Linked DNA regions of Mus musculus: region 1 is linked to region 2. The links are chromatin contacts, called in public Hi-C maps. All regions are on one chromosome and are shown on one strand. The core of a region is the stretch at or near the end of the contact, and the rest is flanking DNA. Distances in the headings are between cores, read along the strand shown. Region 1 overlaps Gm32847 (a long non-coding RNA gene). Region 2 has its middle 7.3 kb from the start of Gm40057.

Region 1 (5,693 bases), core at 1,443-3,942, 110 kb after region 2:
GAAGCCCTCTACTGTATGTGTGTTGGGGTCCTCATATCAGCTGGTGTATGCTGTCTGTTTGGTGGTCCAGTATTTGAAAGATCCCGGGGTCCATCCACATTAATTGAGACTGCTGGTCATCCTACAGAATCGCCCTTCTCAGCTTCTTTCAGTCTTCCCTAATTCAACAACAGGGGTCAGATGCTTCTGTCCATTGGGTGGGTGCAAATATCTGCATCTGACTCTTTCAGCTGCTTGCTGAGTCCTTCGGAGGGCAGTCATGATAGATCCCTTTTTGTGAGCACTTCATAGCCTCAGTAATAGTGTCAGGCCTTGGGACCTCCCCTTGAGCTGGATCCTGTCACTGGGCCTTCTTTTCCTCAGGCTCCTTTCCATTACTATCCCTGTAATTCTTCCAGACAGGAACAATTATGGGTCAGAGTTGTGACTGTGGGATGGCAACCCCATCCCTCATGGGATGCCCTGTCTTACTGCTGGAGGTGGGCTCTATAATTTCCCTCTCCCTACTGCATCAAAGGTCCCTCCCTGTGAATCCTGGGAGTCTCTCACCTCCCAGGTCTCTGGTGCATTCTAGGGCGTCCTCCCAACCTCCTATTTCCTGAGGTTGCCTGTTTACATTCTTTCTGATGGCCCTCAGGGATTAGGTCCTTTTCCCTCACCTAATACCAGATCAGGTTCCCCTCTCCCTCCCCCCCACCCCACCCCCCATCCACTTTCCCTCCCAAGTCCCTCCCTCCCTCCCCACATTTTGCCAGCACAATTAATTTACTATCATTTGTCAGTTCCAAATTGTATTTAAAAGCTAAACAAAAATATATAAATAATTTAATCCCAATTACAAAGTTTGAATTTGCATTTCTCTCATTAAGACAGATTATCAAAAATTCAATCAGATGCTGAGACTATTCTATAATTACACTGCTGTAGTCGATCTGTCTATCCATTGATCATACCATGACATATTTGAATTAGAACTTTTTGGGCACAGTAAATTTCTTCTGAGGAGGTAAATCCCTAAGATTCATAAGGTAGTCTGAAAAATAGGTTATTTTTATTCTAAAAGAAACAGATGGTCATGTCATTTGAGGTGTATTTACTTATTTCTGCTTTGCATATTTGGAGACAAGTTCTCGCTCCTGACTGCTGTGGAACTCACTATGTAAACTTGACTGGTCTTGAACTTTTTCAAGCACTGGGATGGCAGGTATGTGCCACCAGGATCAGCATTATCTGTGTTTAAAGGATAAAATACTTATTGAGAGCTTACCGTGCCTCAACCATAGCAACCACTCAACAGGTGCAGTTTAAATAAACAACAAAATGAAGAGGGAGTCTTTTATATCCCCACCATTTCAAAGTAACTGATTAATTTTGTACTATTTAACATCTGAACTGTTTCCATGCGTATTTGAGGTGTGTTGGTGTTTTATAAGCTGCTGTGTTCACTTCCCAGGGTGTCATCAGGAACACTTTCCAGACCACTAGCTAGCTGCAGGGTCCCCTCTGCTCAGCTGCCTCAGATTTCAATGCATCTCAAACGCTGAGCCATGGGCAGATGCAGATCAGGTACTGGATCAGGTTCCCCCCACTACAGATCTTAGAATGGGGAGGAGGAGGAAGCATTTCAAACAGAAATTACACTACATTAACACCTTTTGTTCCTTCCCAGAATGGTAAGGTGGGAGAGGTAAATCCCAGCCTCAGCCCCAAGGGATGACTGCCATCAGACTATAGACACAGGGCGGAGCAGAAGGGCGGCCGGCCTTTTCCTTATTGAATTCTACCTGTCCAGAGACTTGATCCCCTTCCCTGGATGTTTCTTTAAAGCTCTGGCTATAAGTTAAACTGGTGGCCACTTGACTGGACTTCTGCCAACCACCAGGAATGAAAACCTCAACTCACACTGTTTATCTCTGGAGTTCGGCCAGCGATACTGATTTCCTTCCTTAGGCGGCGGCATCAAGGGCTACATACTTACAATTTCTGCTGAACTCTAAGAGAAAAACAGCTCTTTCTTAGGAACACTAAAGCTTTTTTTTTGTTCTGTTTTAATATCGTTGAGGATACAAGCAAAAAATAAATTAGAAATCAAGGAACTTACACACAATAATGAAACAGTAGAAGAAAAGTTTCAAAATACCCTCAGGGATTGCTATACTAGATTCTTAAACCTAAGGAAATCCCGAACCTTATTATATTAAATATATCTATTATAGCTACACGATGGCTATTTTATCTTTAAAGATAAGCTGTTTCTAGTTGTTAAAGGGTATCTTTGAGTTGCAACTCTGCCATTCATATTGTGTCTCATTCAACAATAAACAGAAGAAAGATTGAACCCAGAAGACTCCTTAGTGTAATGTAGGGAAGAAGCCTCTTTTAGAAAACGTTAAAGATGCACTTTTCCCTTGTGCTAATATATTAGTCACAATTGGCTCATTCCAATAAGGTAAAGTAATTTTAAATTAAATTAAAGAATAACATTAATAGGTAGCTGCTATGGTTTGTCATGTGCCATGATTTTACCCCTGGACCACACCTCACAGAATCCCAAACATATGTTACAAGAAGAAAACAATGCTAACATGCTATAGCTTTAATATGATGTATTCCTTAGAAAACACGTGCCTCAGGAAGTGCTACCGGAAGGATCACGAGGCCATAAATTCTTCTGTGGAGGAATGATGGTGCTGAGTCATATTGAATGTGTTATTAGAACATGGAGCCTGCTTGGGTGAAGCAGTTCACTGAGGGGTGTGTCTATAGAGGGTTTGTCTTGCCTCTTACCCCTTCCTATTGCTACCTTGGTTTCCTGGCTACCATAAAGTGAGCAGTTTTCCTCGTATAGGCCCTGAAATGATGGAGCCAAAAACCCAATGGGTTAAATCCTCTACAACTAAGTACTAAATAAATCTACCCTTAAGCTGTTATCTTGGGTATGTTGCTGCTGTAGTGAGAAACTGACTTCAGCACTATGTATGTCCACAGGAAGTCTGACATAGGGGTGGGGGGGTTGACTCTCACCACAGTATATGGCCTCCAATGACTGTGCTATGTAGTTGGAAGCCCATCCCTTTATCTGTTAACACTTTTAAAAAATATTCCCGCCATGTATTAGTGTGTGTGTGTGTGTGTGTGTGTTATTGTGTTTTTAGGGGCAGAACACATTAATATTCTAATTGGTTTGGTTTTATAATTTCTTGCATTGCTTCTGAGTTCCAGCTGGTGTTTCGGCTCTAGAGAGCTGAGAAATATTCGAATGTATTTTCCCCTGTGTGTACGTGCATGGGTAGGTTGTGTGAATAGATGTACATGAATATAATATACACATGCATTTATGCATAAGCATACATGTGTAGACATACTCTTGAATCCATGTGACCAATATCTTGGTGTACAGTTCAATGTATCTAGGGCAGCTTTTGTGAGTCACCGAGATACTGAGACACCAGAATTCAAATCTTTGACTTACATTTGTGCCAAGTGATATGATTAAGCTAAGACTATTTAACCCAAGCCCCAGTGAGTCATTCCAAACCCTTGAATCATACTGGATGCCCTGACAAAGTTTCTGCTGAATTATTGCCCTGAGAATTCTTTGCATGACTGGTTGAATACTGGATGTCTTCAAGCCTTGTGATTTATAGCCTTTCATCACTTAAGTGCATGTCTGACCCAATGGGCATACCCATTTCATTTCCACAGAGAAGAAATATGCTTGGCATTATATATTGCTAGGTCCAAATTGGTTCTGACGTTTAGGTAATTAGAGGAAAGTATATGTGCGTAAGACGCCATATAAGTAAGATGCCATATAAGTTGTGTGTGTGTGTGTGTGTGGGTGGGTGTGTGTGTGTGTGTGGGTGTGTGTGTGTGCTTATGTATAGATTTTAGATTTCTTCTATGGAGATACAGAAATATATAGAGACATAATATAAACTACTTACATAGGAAGGTAAGTTACGGCTAAGAATTGTCCCTGCATCTCCTTCTTATAGCTTCTAAATTTTGTTTAATGACCCAGGATTATCTTTTCACAAATAACTTTTATAATGAAAATTACAAATTCCCACTTTTATTTATTTATTTTTGGACTTTTTTGTTAATGTTTTATTAGCATATACCAGTTATACGTAGTAACAGGTTTCATCGTGGCATCTTCATACATGTACACATTTATTCATGCATGCACACATACTGTCTTAGGATTTCTATTCCTGGACAAAAAACATCATGACCAAGAAGCAAGTTGGGGAGGAAAGGGTTTATTCAGCTTACACTTCCATGTTGCTGTTCATCACCAAAGGAAGTGAGGACTGAAACTCAAGCAGGTCAGGAAGCAGGAGCTGATGCAGAAGCCATGGAGGGATGTTCTTTACTGGCTTACTTCCTCTGGCTTGCTCAGCTCTTATAGAACCCAAGACTACCAACTCAGAGATGGTACCAACCACAAGGGGCCCTCCCCACTTGATCACTAATTGAGAAAATGCCCCACAGCTGGATCTCATGGAGGTATTTCCCCAACTAAACTGCTTTCTCTGTGATAACTCCAGCCTGTGTCAAGTTGACACACAAAACCAGCCAGTACACATACCTTTACCTTTTCTTGGCCCTCTCCTACTCACCCCATTTCTCTTCCCCACTCGCCTCAGTTCTATTTTGATGTCTTCTTACATGTGTAACCCAATCAGTTTCTTTAGAGTTGTTTATAGGAACATGGGCAGTTACCAGTGATTATACCAATGAAAAAGATAGTTTTTCCATACTCCTGGTTTACCAATCAGTCATTACCTGTATGTAAATCCTGAGGGAAGGAGGGAAGAATGAAGGGAGGGAGGGAGACCATGAGCCCTTCCTTGCTGAATGACAGTGTTGAAGGGCTCACTTTTGTCCAGGCAGTCACAGCTGTTCTGAGTCACGTCACGCCTGGAAATCAGCATTCCACATGCTACCCCACCACCCTTCCGCTCTTACATTCTTCCTGCATCTTCTGCAGGGTCCCCTGAGTCTCATTTATGTCTGAGTGCTCGACAGCCATTTATTCTAATACTCTGGCCAGTTATGACTCTGTGCAGCCATTGCTTACCGTTGCAATGCAAAGCTCCTCTGACCGAAGCAGACAGCAGCCCTGATCTGTGCTCAGAACTGCAGTTAGTTAGAAGGCAGTTCGACAGCTGCATCCTTTCCAGCCAGCAAAGCAACAGCAATAGCTTCCACATTGAGACCTAAGACCACGCTGGTCACTAAAATAATGAAATTTAAGTTCATAAATTTCACTGGTGGTATACAGCAGTATTATCTTGCTGGCTATCTATTTATTTACTTATTTACAGATTCTCACTATGAAACCCTTGGCTAACCTGGAACTCAGTATGTAGATCAGACTGGCCTCAAACTCATAGAGATCTGTGTACCTCTGACTCCCTGGTACTGGGATTAAAGGCATGTGCCACTATACCCTATTTGCTGATATAACAGTATTTTCTAATCACCTTATGAAAATAATCCAATGTTGGTTATAGGAAAAGTTATTGGTTCCAAGGTGATCTTGTAACGTTGCATATTATACAAAATTTATTAATTTATTCTGTCATATGAAGTCTAGTTGTCATGTATTTACTCAAGCCAGAACCCTGCTTATTTGCAGAGAACTACACTTCCCAGGTTGCTTTGACTTCTGGAAACCAGCTAGA
Region 2 (5,913 bases), core at 382-2,881:
ATATACGTTAATAATATTTCACCCCATCACCCTTTCTTGTCCTCTTCCCTCTCTGCCCTTATTCCCCAACCCCACCAACTAGTTATGCTCCTAACTGCATGTTTCCGTAAAAACAAAAAACAAGAAACAAAAACCAGAAAGAATCTAGGTTCTGCACATGAAATAAAACATACATTATTTATACAAAAAGTACTTTTCCTTCCAGTTCTCAGACTGGGAAATGGATGTTCAGATTAAACTACCAAGATCTCACACAATGAGGAGAATACAACTCTTTAATGGAAAACTGAATGTTGGGATTCAGGATGGGTTGTGATAGACAAGAAATAACAAATAAACACTGCACAGGCCAGATAAGAAAAAAGAAGCATGTGCCAACCGATCAAGCTATTTTTTAGGTGATTAAGATAACAATTTTCTAATTTTCTTTTTTATTTATATTATGTATATGAGTATGCTGTCTTCAGACACATCTGAAGACGGCATCGGATCCCATCACAGATAATTGTGAGCCTCCATGCAGTTGCTGGGATTTGAACTCAGGACCTCTGGGAGAGAAGCAACCAGTGCTCTTAATTGCTGAGCCATCTCTCCTGCCTCTGTCAAACTATGCTTACATTTGATAATCATTCATTGGATTTCAAATGTTAATGCCCCCAATTAGGGAATATGTAGAGAAATGTAGAACAAAAATATTTTTCAATTACTAAGTCCAATAAGGAAGAGGGACAGAGGTGGGAATAATATCTCTAAAGAAAGTTCACAAACTAAGAATAATATATGATGTTCTTATAGCTAAAGGGGACATAATAAAGCCCATCAGGCCCTTACTCTGAGGATAGCGTTAATCCCTTAACAATCAGACTTGGAAGACTAAACCCACAGAATGTCTGCCTTAGATTTAATACAACACGTGCTGTCACTTATTTGCCAAACTGGTATATATGATGAGCAGACAATTAGAACACAGATATGCCCACTAAATGTGTGAATGAATGAATGAATGAGTGAGTGAGTGAATAGATAAACAAATATAATTTTAAAATGTTTAATGGTATTTATATATTGGCTTGTGGAAAAGACAACTATTTTAGCCTCCTGCTTTTGAGGTTTATATGACTTGTTTATTTTTGTTCAGCTCTACCTTCCACAGAGAGTTCATTTAGGACAGGATAAATTATGGCTGAAAGTGGCACAAATAAACGTGAAAACAGACAGTCATGTGACAAGAGAAATCTAGATTTAGAAATTCAACCTGGAGATTAAACTGCTGGAAATATTCTTAATGTATATTTTAGTGGTAAATTGTTGACATTCTTTCCGTGCTTCCCGACCTCAGCTATTCAATCTTCTCGGCTGTGGTTAAGGGAAAAATTCAGGAATAGATAACTTTAGAGAATTAGGGAGACAGTGCTTTGCCTGTGGTTAGGAAAAAAATGAGGAAATGAAGAGAAAGGGGAGAAGGAGGGAAGAAAGAAGACAAAGAAAAGAGAAGGAGAAAGAAGAGTGAGTTTCCGTTGCTTGGGATGAGCTGGTGAGAAGTCAAGGCCCAGAAGGTTCCTAAGAGGCTCCATCTTCTCCTTTGGCTGAGCCAGGGGAACACAGATCTGCAGTCAAGTAGCCCAGGCAACACAGCCTTAGTCATTTTATATAAACTGAAGCAAAGAAAAGCAAACTGCATGAGTGGGTGACGCATTTCTGATCATACTGCAATGTCTCAAAACTAGTAAAATCATCTTCAAATACAGCCTCAAAAGGACTTGTTTATCAGGATGTCACATTTATGGCCCAGATGAATTGCATTCAACTATCAACATTATAAAATTGATATACGGGCACTTAGATTGTGGTTTTTCTATTCAGGCCCCAAACTTAATAATACTACATCCCTTTTGCTTGGGAACTTTGAAACTGAGAGCTTTGGGAACTGTGGACATCATAGTCGCTGAGGAGACAGTTTTGTGTATCTCCTTTTATTTTTCCTTGGGACAAGAGGGTTAATTTTTTTTAATAGAATCTCTTTCGGTTTCCAACATGGCAGTAATCAACTAAAAAGACTTTGCCTGGGCCAGGACCTCTAATAAAATTACGAAGGAATCATTTGAACTGATCCCAGATGGAGAAGCTGTGATTTTTAAAGAACTGAAACTTTAAGATTCTTCAGTAATGTTTTGGTAAACTCATCAGGAAGCGCACATTTGTGAGGCTGGGGGACTGAGGTGAGGCTGACAGCCTCAATCCTGCAGAGGCCTCACTTCCACCCCACCCTGTGGAATCCAAAGAGAGAACCTCTATCAGAGCCAAGACCTGCCTTCAGGGCTGCCCACAGCCCTGTTCTGGGAAAGCCCTATAGAAAACAATCATTTTAAATAGATCATATTCAGTTTTATTAAAAACCAAAACAGCTGGGGCATTGATTTGCAAACTTTGTAATGGCCTTGGTATGTCTGATCGGGCCAAGATATTAAAAAGATATTTAAGGAGATGCAGTGAGTGCCTCCAGCCCAAGCTTTGGCATACTCAAACAGTGTCACGGTGCCTTGAGTAATTGTCTCCCTTTATGTTTCTCTATGCAAAGAAGGGGGGAGGGAACATTTATAACCGGATTTACTGTGACACATGTAGTATAAGGAAAGCCTGTGCCATTTGCCAGCACTCCTGGACAACCCGCCCCCTCCCAGTTGCTCAGCCATGTGTCCTAGGAATGATGTGAGCAGGCATTAAGTTGGTGGTAAAGGATTCTGGGATCTGAATGCTTTAACAGAAATGCCAGAAAGCTCAGGAGCTGTTGGCTTAGGGGAAGAAAGCAGCAGGAAGGTCTGATCAACAGCTAGGTATTCTTAAAGATGCTTTCACCCTGACCATGGAATAGACTGAGGTTGACTGTCTCACTGGGGCCAACAGCCTTGCTGAGACTTGCTCAGGCTTAGTTAGTGGAGCTTTCCATTGTCCTAGGCTTAGGTTCCTACCTTGCCATCCCCACTCCGCCCTACAAGTGCTCTCCGGTTTCTGTCTGCCTGCTGCAGCCTCACTCTTGGTCATCAGACTTTTGGCCTACAAGCTCTTAGCCACACAGGTTATTGGGCTATGAGAAAGCAGCTGCTGTTTGGCCATTCATGTTTCTAGTCTACTGCTTATTGTAAAACAAGTTTAAGTGCCTCTGCTCTTGGAATAAAAGCAACATTTATTGGACACCTACTATAGGGATGACTGCACAGGACACTGAAAAGCTAGACAAAATTGGCATGTGTGATGGGTCTTTGCCTTGAAAACTCTACAATCTAATTGAGATTTAGTGATCTCCTCTATGTCTGAGTAAACTTCAGTCAAGTTTCCTAAATTCTATATCCCTCAGTGCCTCCATAGAACAAATACTCTACAGAACTACTGGGAAATAATGGGTATAAAATGCTTAGAGCAGTATATGGTAATAAGAGCTAGTATATTGTGGCCAGTTTTGGGGCCCTTAGCAGTAGGATAGAGGGTAACAAAACCAATCATCTGTCATATTTTATATTAAAAGTTTTGAGTTCTTAGTGTGCCACAGAAGGTGGGCATTACTGTTGTGCATTCATTTTTTAAAAGATTTATTATTTTGTGTATATGAGTACACTGTAGCTGTCTTCAGACATACCAGAAGAGAGCATCTGACCCCATTACAGATGGTTGTGAACTACCATGTGGTTGCTGAGAATTGAACTCAGGGCCTCTGGAAGAGCAGTCAGTGCTCTTAACCACTGAGCCATCTCTCCAGCCTGTGCATTCATTTTTTTTAAAACACAGGGATCCTCTGCCAGGTTACTAACTCATGTAAGCTTTCCTCATTGACAGAGATTATAGTCAGTGCCAAAGCTCATGATTTTATAAAGTCAAATGAAATCTTAAATAGTACTTCTAAGATACTAGCGTATATATGGTAAAAATGATAGTCAGTGGATTTCCCAACAAGCCTTATGGGAAGACTGGCCAGCAAAACTTCAATGCAGTGCTACCAACACCACAGCATCCTGCTCTTCCTGGCAGTAGGCCTGAAAGGGGCAAGGAGGAGGGAGAAATTTCTGGAGCCCAAGAAGGATAGATGTATGAAGAAGGCTGTCTGGCAGAAGCTTCTTGTAACTCTGGGTAAAGGGACACAGCCAACCTGCCCATAGCAAAGCAGAAGAGAGCCAGGAAAAGAAATAGCCCATCTTACCCCAACCTCATCTCTCCTTGCCAGGGCCCGTGGGCAAAAAAGTTCTTTGCTACTGTCCTGGAGACCATACTTGTAAGCTGGGAAGAGTAGAGGAGCAAAGGATGGTCCTGAGGAGAACTGTACGGAGACAAGGCAGTCTGGAAGTACAGACTTCATACAGAAGAGCTAGGCCAGCTCAGGGTGCTCCTGATGTTTTCTTGAGTTGGGTGGCTTGTGTCCAGCCCAGCTCTTCTGGGCACACACTAAAGGAAGAACTTGCTGCTGCTGCTGCTGCTGCTGCTGCTGCTGCTGCTGCTGCTGCTGCTGCTGCTGCTGCTGCTGCTGCTGCTTTAAGACAAGGCCTCCCATGTATCCCAAGCTGCTCTCAAACTCCTGACATTTCTCCACCATACCCAGCTAATGAAAACATTTTCTAATCTGTTCAGTTGTGTAAGTCTGACTCCCTGAGAAGTCAACTGAGTGCTTTTGCCTGAAAAGAACAAAAAATAAAATAATAACAACAACAACAAAACACCCTCTACTTTTCTTTTTAAGGAAGTTTGGTTTTTGTTTTTTTTTAAGAAGTCCTGGAAATCATCTTTTTAAAACTCAACCTTTGTGGTTTGTTTCACTGGATGTTCTTATGTTCCTAACAGAGGAAAGGGACCTGTTTGTTTACATTGCTATGCAACAGGAGGCATTGAGCAAATGGTTTCCCAGTTTTTATTATTTTAAACTTCACCCAGGAGGAAATTGATCCAAGCTTTAAAAAAAGAGCAGAAACAGAATCTAATGTTTTCAGACTTTTACATGTAATTTCAAGGAACAGACAACATTAATAAATAGGAAGGGGAAAAAAACCTCATATTTCTCACTTTCAAGGTAAAAATCCATATAAAGCCATATTTTTACTTAACCAGTTTATTTTACAGCTAACTTGTATATTTCACACTAACAAACTGCGGGAAGTTGGAAATATGTTTCTTGTAACCAGATGTTAGCAGAAGGTTAAACAGCTGTAGAATTCTTTTCATCCCTCCTCCTTACCCCAACAACACATACCAAGTCCTCAATAGAAGCAGTCACAAGCAGGGAAGTAAGATGGACAGAACTAAGCCATTCATATCCCATGTGGTTTCAAGCTCACCCCCAACACACACACACACACACACACACACACACACACACTACTTTGTCTATAAAAACTTCATTGAACTCTTCATAATGCCAAGAGACCTTCGGATGACATGCATGTCTGTGCTGACTCTATCAGATTGGCAGCCTCTATGCAGTTTCTGGACTTTCTGTTCAAGCGAGAAAGGAAAATGCAAACGAGTGCCCTGAATGTGGTTAAAACTGGAAGCCAAGGGTGGGGAAAGGGAGCAAAGGTTAGGGGAAAATAATGCTCAGTAGCAACCAGCAAAACAAATGTGTCCAGAGCAACAGGAAAGCCAGGCAAACAGGCATCAGCCTGGGCATGGCTCATCTTTTAGAAACAGTGTCCCTTGCTGTCTAATGCCAGGGCATGGGCGAGGAGTGGAGACAGCCACCAAAATGCCGCTCCTCGCAGACACCCACGTCCATGCTTGCATTCATTTTCCTATCTCATATATGTAAATTTGAGATCAAAGAGAGCAGCAGCAAATATTGTCAAACTAAAACTCGAGCTACTAAAAGCCTATAATTTTACATGTTTCTGTATTTTTACTCCTACTATGTATTCTCAAAATAGTTGCTTGTTT

What was found. A called contact is a pair of places that touch in the nucleus more often than the background predicts.
Region 1: a contact with region 2 is called in a Hi-C map of embryonic fibroblasts, with 2.3 times the contacts expected there. The contact joins two enhancer-like sites. A contact is called at or near these places in 1 of 15 datasets of contacts at CTCF or cohesin (the NIH/3T3 cell line), 6 of 484 Hi-C or Micro-C datasets (the 3T3-L1 cell line, embryonic fibroblasts, liver and 2 more) and 4 of 115 datasets of contacts at active chromatin or transcription factors (the NIH/3T3 cell line, liver, neural progenitor cells and 1 more).

What each region holds. Positions count from the first base shown.
Region 1 is chr3:58,307,904-58,313,596 of GRCm38.p6, forward strand. All of the region lies in intron 2 of Gm32847 (a long non-coding RNA gene), which reads left to right. Among named protein-coding and RNA genes, the nearest start is that of Gm32847, 8.9 kb to the left of the region's middle. Within about 2 kb of position 2,693, at least 47 of the 459 cell types and tissues checked have an H3K27ac peak or open chromatin away from gene starts, as enhancers often do. A contact at or near this core is called in the NIH/3T3 cell line, embryonic fibroblasts, pancreatic cancer cells and 1 more, where this site is marked.
Region 2 is chr3:58,201,695-58,207,607 of GRCm38.p6, forward strand. No RefSeq gene overlaps it. Among named protein-coding and RNA genes, the nearest start is that of Gm40057, 7.3 kb to the right of the region's middle. Within about 2 kb of position 1,632, at least 43 of the 459 cell types and tissues checked have an H3K27ac peak or open chromatin away from gene starts, as enhancers often do. A contact at or near this core is called in the NIH/3T3 cell line, embryonic fibroblasts, pancreatic cancer cells and 1 more, where this site is marked.